Linked DNA regions of Capsicum annuum: region 2 is linked to region 1. A link is a contact called in public Hi-C data. All regions are on one chromosome and are shown on one strand. The core of a region is the stretch at or near the end of the contact, and the rest is flanking DNA. Distances in the headings are between cores, read along the strand shown. Region 1 holds the start of LOC107867753 (pentatricopeptide repeat-containing protein At2g36730). Region 2 holds the start of LOC107867751.

Region 1 (4,331 bases), core at 555-3,054:
TCATCCGGTTGAACCCCACATTTCCTCATTACTCGAAAAATCTCAACCCCATCATAATACCAACAGCTTTCAACACAAGCCGAAATTATTGAATTCCAAGAAACAACAGTTCTAGGCGACATTTCATCAAACATTTTATATGCATCCACAATCTTCTTACAAGAACCATAGAAATGAATCAAAGTATTCTGAACATACACATTGTTACAAACACCAATCTTGATCACATCACAATGAACCTGTTTCCCTTCTTCCAGACCCAAAAAGGACGAGCACGCCTTGAAGAGAAAAGGGTATGTGAATTCATCAGAAACAGCTCCAACACGCCGCATTTCTACAAAAAACCGAATGGCTTCTGTATATGAAGACTTGTGGCATGTGGCATAACGTCTAATGAGGATGTTCCACCATGAATTAGACGAATTATGGGATTGCTTGATGACGAAACCAGCGTAAGAAGATGAGTTTATTGGGGTATGAGAAGCGAAAAAGTTGATTATTTTGAGGACGATACAGTTGTGTTGAGATAATCCAGAGATTATGATTTGAGCATGAATTTGGAAGAGGTGTTTGAGGGAAGAACAAGAGTTGAGAAGAGCAAGTAGTTGTTGTATTTTGGAGGTGAAGCTCATGCCCGCCACACTTCTTCTATTCAAAATTCAAATTGTGAAAAGGTATCGAAAGATCAATTTCCGAGATACTTTATGCTATCTGACCTGTTAAATTACTTACAATTTTTGAAACTATTTTGATGCATATAGACTTACTTCATATCTTTTTTGTAAGTCATTATATCACTGAAATACATGTTTAGTGTTGTTGAGCGATTCATATATTTGCACAATTAATTGACCCACATATCTCTGTTTTGATAGCTTCATTGGATTTTTTTCCCATAAACAGTTGTAATATATTACTTCAAAATCCCACTTAACACATCTGTAAGATGCTAGCGCATCACTGGATTTTGTTGCTGTAGTTTAATCTTGAAGAGGAGCATGGGATAGAAACGGTAATATGGATCTATATTTTCAATTTATTTTTTTAAAAAAATTGAACAAAATTTAAATAGTGCCTTAAAATGAGAGTACATTGAAATTTAGAAAAATTATATTGTGGACCTAACTTGTATTTTATCATATATAAATATGCTTTATAATATTACTATTCACAGCTTGTCACAACCCAAATTCGGGACTGTGATGACACCTATTCCATCCTCCATGATAGGTAAACTAAATATTCAATTCTAAGAATAACATCTCAAACTCATAGAAGCGGAAGGAATAAGAACATAACCAATCCCGAATAGTTTCGTTAATAGATTAACAGGCTAGTAAAATCAAATAATCTATAATCCCAGGTTTGGAAATCACTAATACAATCAATTAAATACAGAACCAAAAGAAAGTTTGAGTCTTTCAAAATGCAGAAAATGCATAAGGACAAGGTTGAAGGAGATTTCAGTAGTTTCTAAAGCCAGTAGCAGCTACCTCGAATCTCCAATGATGCTAGCAAAGAAGGAACCACAGGGATCAATATTCGGAGGTCGTTGGATCTGTACTTGCACGTAGGATGTAGAAAAAGCAAGAGTGAGTATGAAACTACGTATACTGAGCAAACATCGTCGACTGACCCTAATTCGAAGTGGTGACAAGTGACACTATGTAAATCATCATAAAAAAAAACATACAACCTTCACTCAGGAAAACCATCTAACTGAATAGTCAAGATTAACAGTCATAAGGATATCATAACATAATAGTAGAATTTCTCAATTCGGTAAAATAAATAACACATATACAATTAAGTACAAGGTCAACAATTAACTTTAACCAATTTAAACCAAATGAATCAATGCAATGCAATGCAATGTACTGCATATGCTCTGTACACACCTACCGAGCAATGGCTTTGAGGTCAGGACCCATGGGGGATTCACAAGGTCCATGTACTGTGCATACGTGCACTTCGATCCCAATCAATATATTGTGAAGGCGTGCATTTCGATTCTAATAAATATACTTGCAGGCGTGCACTTCGATCCCAATAAATATATTGTGCAGGCCTGCACCCCGATCTCAATAAATATATATAATATTGTGCAGGTGTGCACTCCGATCCCATATGAAATGCAATGTATGATGTGCAGGCGTGCAACTCCGATCTTAAGTCAAAAATAAAATCAACCAAAGCACTTCGTGTCTCAAGTCAGATCAGACATCAGTTTTAAAGTCAACTCAACTTATCAAGTAAGAGTATTCTCATTATCTAGCTTGTTCAATAATTATCTACCATAACCAATCAGTCCATCGAGCTAGCAAATAGGGAAAAATAGTTCAAACATACAATTAACTTATTTTATCCCCTCAGACAACACCGGTACCCGTATATATGCTCGTCATAATCACCTCAACGGGATCCCCAATTTTCATTACTCCCATTACACATAACTAACAAATATTCAAATAAGCACTTTGAAAAAGAGTCTAAGAAAAGTCTCAACTTATCTGAACCCCGAAGACAAGCGTCAATTAACAAACTTGCCCTTGCGCAGGACTTCTGAATGGTCAAAATTTGTTCAAATATATATATTTTTACCCTAACATGCAATGTAAATCAGTGACTGCAACACTACTTTTACCCTATAGAAAACCTTTTATCCCATATATATTAAAAAAAGCAAACTGACAGCGAAGGGAAACATGAAACAGTAACTAAATCATAACAAATTCCTCAAAAGAAATCACTATCAATTATATTATTAATTAAATAGAGTAGCCTAACTTTTCTTTCCCAGGTTCAATCAATCCCACTTTGGACACTGACTTGATTTTTTTTTTTTAATTTAACAATTTCTTTGGTTTCCACTCCACAAGGAACTGATATCAAATAACAAATATTACTCCCCTTTCAGCAAAACTCGGAACCAAAATAAGCCACAAAATAAAAAAAGTGACTAAGATAGGCCACATATTTAAAAAGTTATCAAAATAGGCTAAATATAATAATTTATTATATTTTTCACTTTTTTCTTAATGGTCAACACGATTTGTAAAATGTAATAATTTATTATGTTTTGCACAAAAAACAAAAAATAAAAAACAGTGTGCTATCACATCTTCTTTATGTCAAATCATGTAGTTTGTAATAATCTATTACGTTTTACAAATATTGTTTTTAAAACATAATAATTTATTACAAACTACAGACAGTTTTTGTAAGTTAACTGTCTGTAAGTTATAATAAATTATTACAACTTACACCGAACTACATCACATCACCTTTACTTTACCCACTTTTAAATTTAACTCACCCCACCCCAATTTTAAATGTAACCCACCCATCCCTTGTAAAACCCTCTCACCCCACCCCTAACCCACCCAACCGCCCCTGCCCTGCCCCTGCCCTTTTTTTCATTTTTTTATTTTTTTGTTTTTTAATAAGACTTGGTTCTCTTTTGTAATACCCCAAAAAATCCAAACCAATACTATAGCCGTGTTTCAAACTCATGCATAGTACATCATGATTCTTTTATAGTTTTATGAGCAAGTTAGATGTATATTAATTCTTCAAATAAATCCCAGCTATCAGACGAATCTAAATATTCCTTACCAATTGAATTCTTGGGAAGAATATTGCTATAGTCAACTTCAAATGAGCATATCTCTATTTATACTATGAATTTTTGAGCTCATGACCTACCAACAGATATATAATTGAATTATCTTTCCAACAATACCAATTTCGCCTAAATCCAATATCGGAGCAAAAAGTTATGCCCATTTTACTCCAGCATATCAGCCTGGAAACTGAGTGACGACATTTCTGACGACTTATCACAATTCTAACGACATTTCTGATAACCTATCACATTTCTGACGACATTTCTAATGACTTATCAGCAATGTCGTCAGACTTAGGTAGAATATCATAAATTCCAGCTCCCAGGTGACGACCTGGGTTGACGGGCTATCACAGATCTAATGGCTTATCATCCCATGTCGTCAGCTGATAATTTCAGCAATTGGGAGGTAATTTTGTGAGGGTATTTTGGTATTTTTCTCTCACTCTAAGCATGGTATTAAAGCCCTGAGAAGGATATTATCCCATTATTTTCTCATTCTCCTCAAGAACAAGAATATTCTCTCCCAAAAGGGTTGAACCCTAGTTAAGAAAAATCAAGAGCAAGCCTAAGGATTTCTTCAAGAACCTTCAAGAAACATTAGATCTCTTTCAATATCAAGCTTTAAGGTATGCGTAGTGTTCATCCACGGATTCCTTTCATCTGTGGAGTTCAAGAACCCTCTTTTAAACTATGAATCATGAAG
Region 2 (4,212 bases), core at 1,208-3,707, 130 kb after region 1:
GTGGCTTGGAATAAACTTTGTATCCCAAAAGGAGAGGGGAATGGGGTTTAGATCTATAGAAGATATGTCTCAAGCTATGCATACCAAGTTATGGTGGAGGTTTAGGACTCAAGGCAACCTGTGGTCAAATTTTATGTGGAATAACTATTGTAAAAAATAGGTGACATCATTAGTGCAATGGACAGGTGGTTCTCAAGTGTGGAAATCTATGTTGAATAATAGAGACAAGTTAGAATAGTATTTATGGTGGGAACCTAGAGGTGGGACTTCTACTACTTGGTTTGACAATTGGACAAATACTGGTCCATTATTTATGCAGCAATCTGAGGTACAAACTTGTTATCCTTTGACTGATATTTCAGAATTTCTAGATACAGAAGGTTGGAATAATGAGGTTATGCTGGATAAAGTCTCAGCGCATGTAATAGGTCATAACAGAGACAGTATGGACTTGGTTTGCTATGAAGATTCTATGGATAAACCCCGGTGGGCCTTGAATAGCACAGGAAAGTTTACTACCAAAAGTGCTTGAAACTTATTAGACAAAGAGCTGATGAAAATGAAGATTTAAAAGCAACCTGGCATAATGGATTGCCTTTAAATTATCGTTCTTTAACCTGGAGAATTTGGAAAGGCATAATCCAAGTTGTTGGTTTGATGAATAACTGGAACTCTGAGATTTCATAGAAATGTATTTGTTGTAGTAATCCAAAAAGGGAAACTATTAATCACCTATTTCTTAATGGTGAAATTGCTAGAAGGGTGTGGAACCATTACTGTGGTGCAGCTGGATTAGTTTAGCAGAGACTAAATGTGAAACAAAGTGTTAGGATATGGAGAACTCAAGCTGGTAATTATAGATTGAGGGTTGTTTCAGTGTTGTTCCTATAATTATTCTTGGGTTTTCATGAAAGAGAAGAAACACTATTTTGAATTGGGGAAATTATCAAGAAAGAAAGATTTACTTGGAAGTGAATGATACTATTGCAAAGTTCATAAATCTTAGATTCAGAATGGAGGTTGCAGATAAAAAATAGCATAGTATAATTGATGATCTTTAGAGTTATAGCAGCTATTATTCATTCAAACTGGTGAAATAGTTTCCTTTTGAGACTGGTTGGCTAAAGTGTAACATTGATGGTGCCTCTAAAGGAAATCTAGGCCCTAGCTCTATTGCATTTTGTATTAGAGATCAGTTTGGTGATCTAGTGGTAGATGAAGGATCTAGAATCAAAGACACTACTAGTTTGATAGCAGAAGCTATAGCGTTCAGGGAATGCCTACTGTTCTGTAGTGATAACTTTATTCAGTAAATAATTGTGAAAAGTGATTCATGGGCAATGGTGCAGATTTTAAATCTAAATTGAGAAGCCCCATGGAGTATGCCAATTGTGGTCAACTCCATAAAGTCTATGATGGAGAATTTATCAGTTAGAGTGGTGCATTCCCTTCGGGAAGGCAACATTCTAGCTGATTTTTTTACTAACTTGGTTTTTGATTTTGCAGATGATTTTCAGTCCAATTGTCTTGAAGAGGTGCCAGTGAAAGGAAAGGCTATCATTAATCTAGACAAAAAGGGAACTCCTAATATTAGAAGAACCTCAAAGAAAGAGTGAACAAACAACAACACCAACTCATACAAAAAATTTGCAACAGCAGAACAGTAACACAAGAAATAGGGCAGGATAATAAGGTTCATACAATGAACATGTCGGAGGAGCAAAAGGTAACATGGGATATGTAGATAATTAGAGCAGCTCATAACTTTGAATTAAGATAGAAATCAGAGAGGATTAACCTCGACCAATAAAGTGCAAATTGGTTGGGAATAATTGATTTGGGGATGTTTTAAGGAGATGATGATACTTGTTGTTGGAAGTGATTTCCTTTGCTAAATACTCAAACAACAGCTAAATCAGATCCAAAATAGGTCCCTACAAATGATTAAGAACAACCTTATACAATGACAAAGTTTTCAAATTGTAACTTACTGGAATTTATGTTTCAGTTAAGATATTGGTATTCGATTCTTAAGAATCTCAATCCATTGAGCTATGAAAGTAAAGAAGGTAAGATTAGAATTTAAAACTTAACTTAGGTGGCTGAGAAGAAGATAATCGTGATTGGTGAATCTCAGCAGTGGTGGACAGAGGAGCTGCGGAGATAAAGATGAAAAGGCAACAAGAGGTTCACAAGGCGACACCATATCAGCATCAACATCGTTGGTCAAATGAGAATGGTCGATTTGTATTGGTAAGGCGACACTAACACCATCACAGCAGCACCTTCGTTGATCGTTGGTCATTGAAGAAGATTGTGATGCCAAGGAGAACAAGTCGACGCCTTTCCTATAGAAGTAGCAGCATTGTTGGTTGATTAGTATTCTGGAAGCTTCAACAACTTTCCAACTTTCCTAATCTAAAGAATGGTTTACTTTGTTTCATCGGTTATTATTAGGACCGGGTCACTTTTGGGCCCGGTCTTGTAATTTAAACTCATTTTCGGTTTTTAATAAAAGGGCCTTGAGCCCAATTTTAATTTTTTTTTTAAAAAAAGTTGAGCGACTTATAAGCAAAATACATATAGTTGAATGACTTTTGAAGCCTTAGTTGAGTGACTTTTAAGTAAAAATCAAAGTTGTATGACTTTCTGAGATAATACTCATTAGCTGACTAACTATTTGGGATATTAACTCGGAATTATTTCCAACATAGAGTTAGGTTACGTATGTTTAGGACTTAGTTGAGTGATTTTTAAGTAAAAATCAAAGTTGTGTGACTTTTTAAGATAATATTCATTAGTTGAGTGACCAAATACCATTTGGGATATTAACTCAGAATTATTTCCAATCCACAGTTACGTTATGTATGTTTAGGACTACCTATTTGGTGTGACATATCACTTTGATTAAGATTGTAGTTTGTTATTCTCATTCTTAAAGTTGGTTATGCTGAATTTGTCTTATAGGAGATCAGTGTTTTTAAAGGTGTGGGTGCAAGGTGACTTTTTACTTTATAAGGAACAAGGCGTAAGCTATAAAATGTAACTTTTTGAATATTGTCAGTTTTTAACATTAATCCCCGATCGAAAATACTTAGTAGTCATATGCAGCTTTAGTTTTGCTTCTACTTTTCATTCTCATTTTCCTTATAAGATAGCAAGTTCAGAGACACAAATATGTAGAAGTGACACTGATAAAAATGTTGCCCAGAAAATCCTGGGTATGCCACAAGGCAAAAAGGATGTGAGTTCAATATCCTCGGTAGTATTTTCTTGTGTACTTTATTAATCTGATAGCAAGATATTATTCAAAAATAAAACGATTAAGAAAGTAAATGAGAAAATATGATATTGTACTATGGTCAAATGTCACATCTGAGTGATCCATCGGGCAGTTTGTGAATATAAAGCAATATTTCCGAAAGGGTTCTCATAAAAGGACATTTAATTTTTGACAAGTGAGACCGATTCTAAAGAAACAAAGTGAACAAGTCAAACTTGTATATGAAGATATTCATGGAGCATGTATGAAACAGGAGCATATGGAACAATTACTGATTGATCATATGAAAGGGAAAATAGTCTTTGGTTTTTACAAGAATTGTCAGTCAAGAGCTCATTCGAAAGAATGCAATTACATACATACAAAGAATCTAATGACCTTGCAAACAATTCTCGTCTTTACAAGTCAACGAAATGTAGGATCCCATGACTCTAAAATGTGTTTCAAGAGAGATCCTTCCAACTGCAAAAGGTAAGACTTATTAGGTAGCCCAACTTGAAGCCTCCAAAATCCATGAACTCTTTAGCCTCTCACCTTAGTGTATTAGATTAGAGAAGGAAGGTGAAAAGAGCTTGGAAGATTGATTTTGCACTTCCCTGGATTTTCGGAGGGTGAAAATCTCCCTTGCTTGTCGATAACAGGCCATTGATACTATCCCCTTGTCTTCCCTGGAAAACAAGAGTGAGTTGTATTAATCTAAAGTATAACTTTGAATACAGTTCTCGATTCAATAGCACTCCCTCGTCCAAATGTTCATTTGGATGATCAAAACTATAAATCTTTTAGTTTGACTTCAAGCACCAACTATATAACGTTTCTTTAAAAATAAAACTGAACATCTTAAAACTGTTCCATAAATCACAGATTTTAAAACTTGGAATGATAAGAACATGCTTAAGAAAACAATGATCATACAAAAGGTTGGTTAG

What was found. A called contact is a pair of places that touch in the nucleus more often than the background predicts.
Region 2: a Hi-C map of bud shows a contact between it and region 1, with 3 times the contacts expected there. The contact joins the promoter of LOC107867751 here to the promoter of LOC107867753 in region 1. A contact is called at or near these places in 3 of 5 Hi-C or Micro-C datasets (bud and leaf).

Annotation. Positions count from the first base shown.
Region 1 is chr4:166,657,691-166,662,021 of UCD10Xv1.1, forward strand. It overlaps LOC107867753 (pentatricopeptide repeat-containing protein At2g36730), which reads right to left and starts at 1,805. Exons shown (of 1, transcript XM_016714144.2): 1 at 1-1,805. The coding sequence starts at 632.
Region 2 is chr4:166,786,354-166,790,565 of UCD10Xv1.1, forward strand. LOC107867751 reads right to left here and starts at 2,458. Exons shown (of 3, transcript XM_016714140.2): 1 at 2,095-2,458. The coding sequence starts at 2,305. LOC107867750 (magnesium dechelatase SGRL, chloroplastic) reads right to left here. Exons shown (of 6, transcript XM_016714139.2): 5 at 3,818-3,951; 6 at 3,544-3,745. The coding sequence ends at 3,832.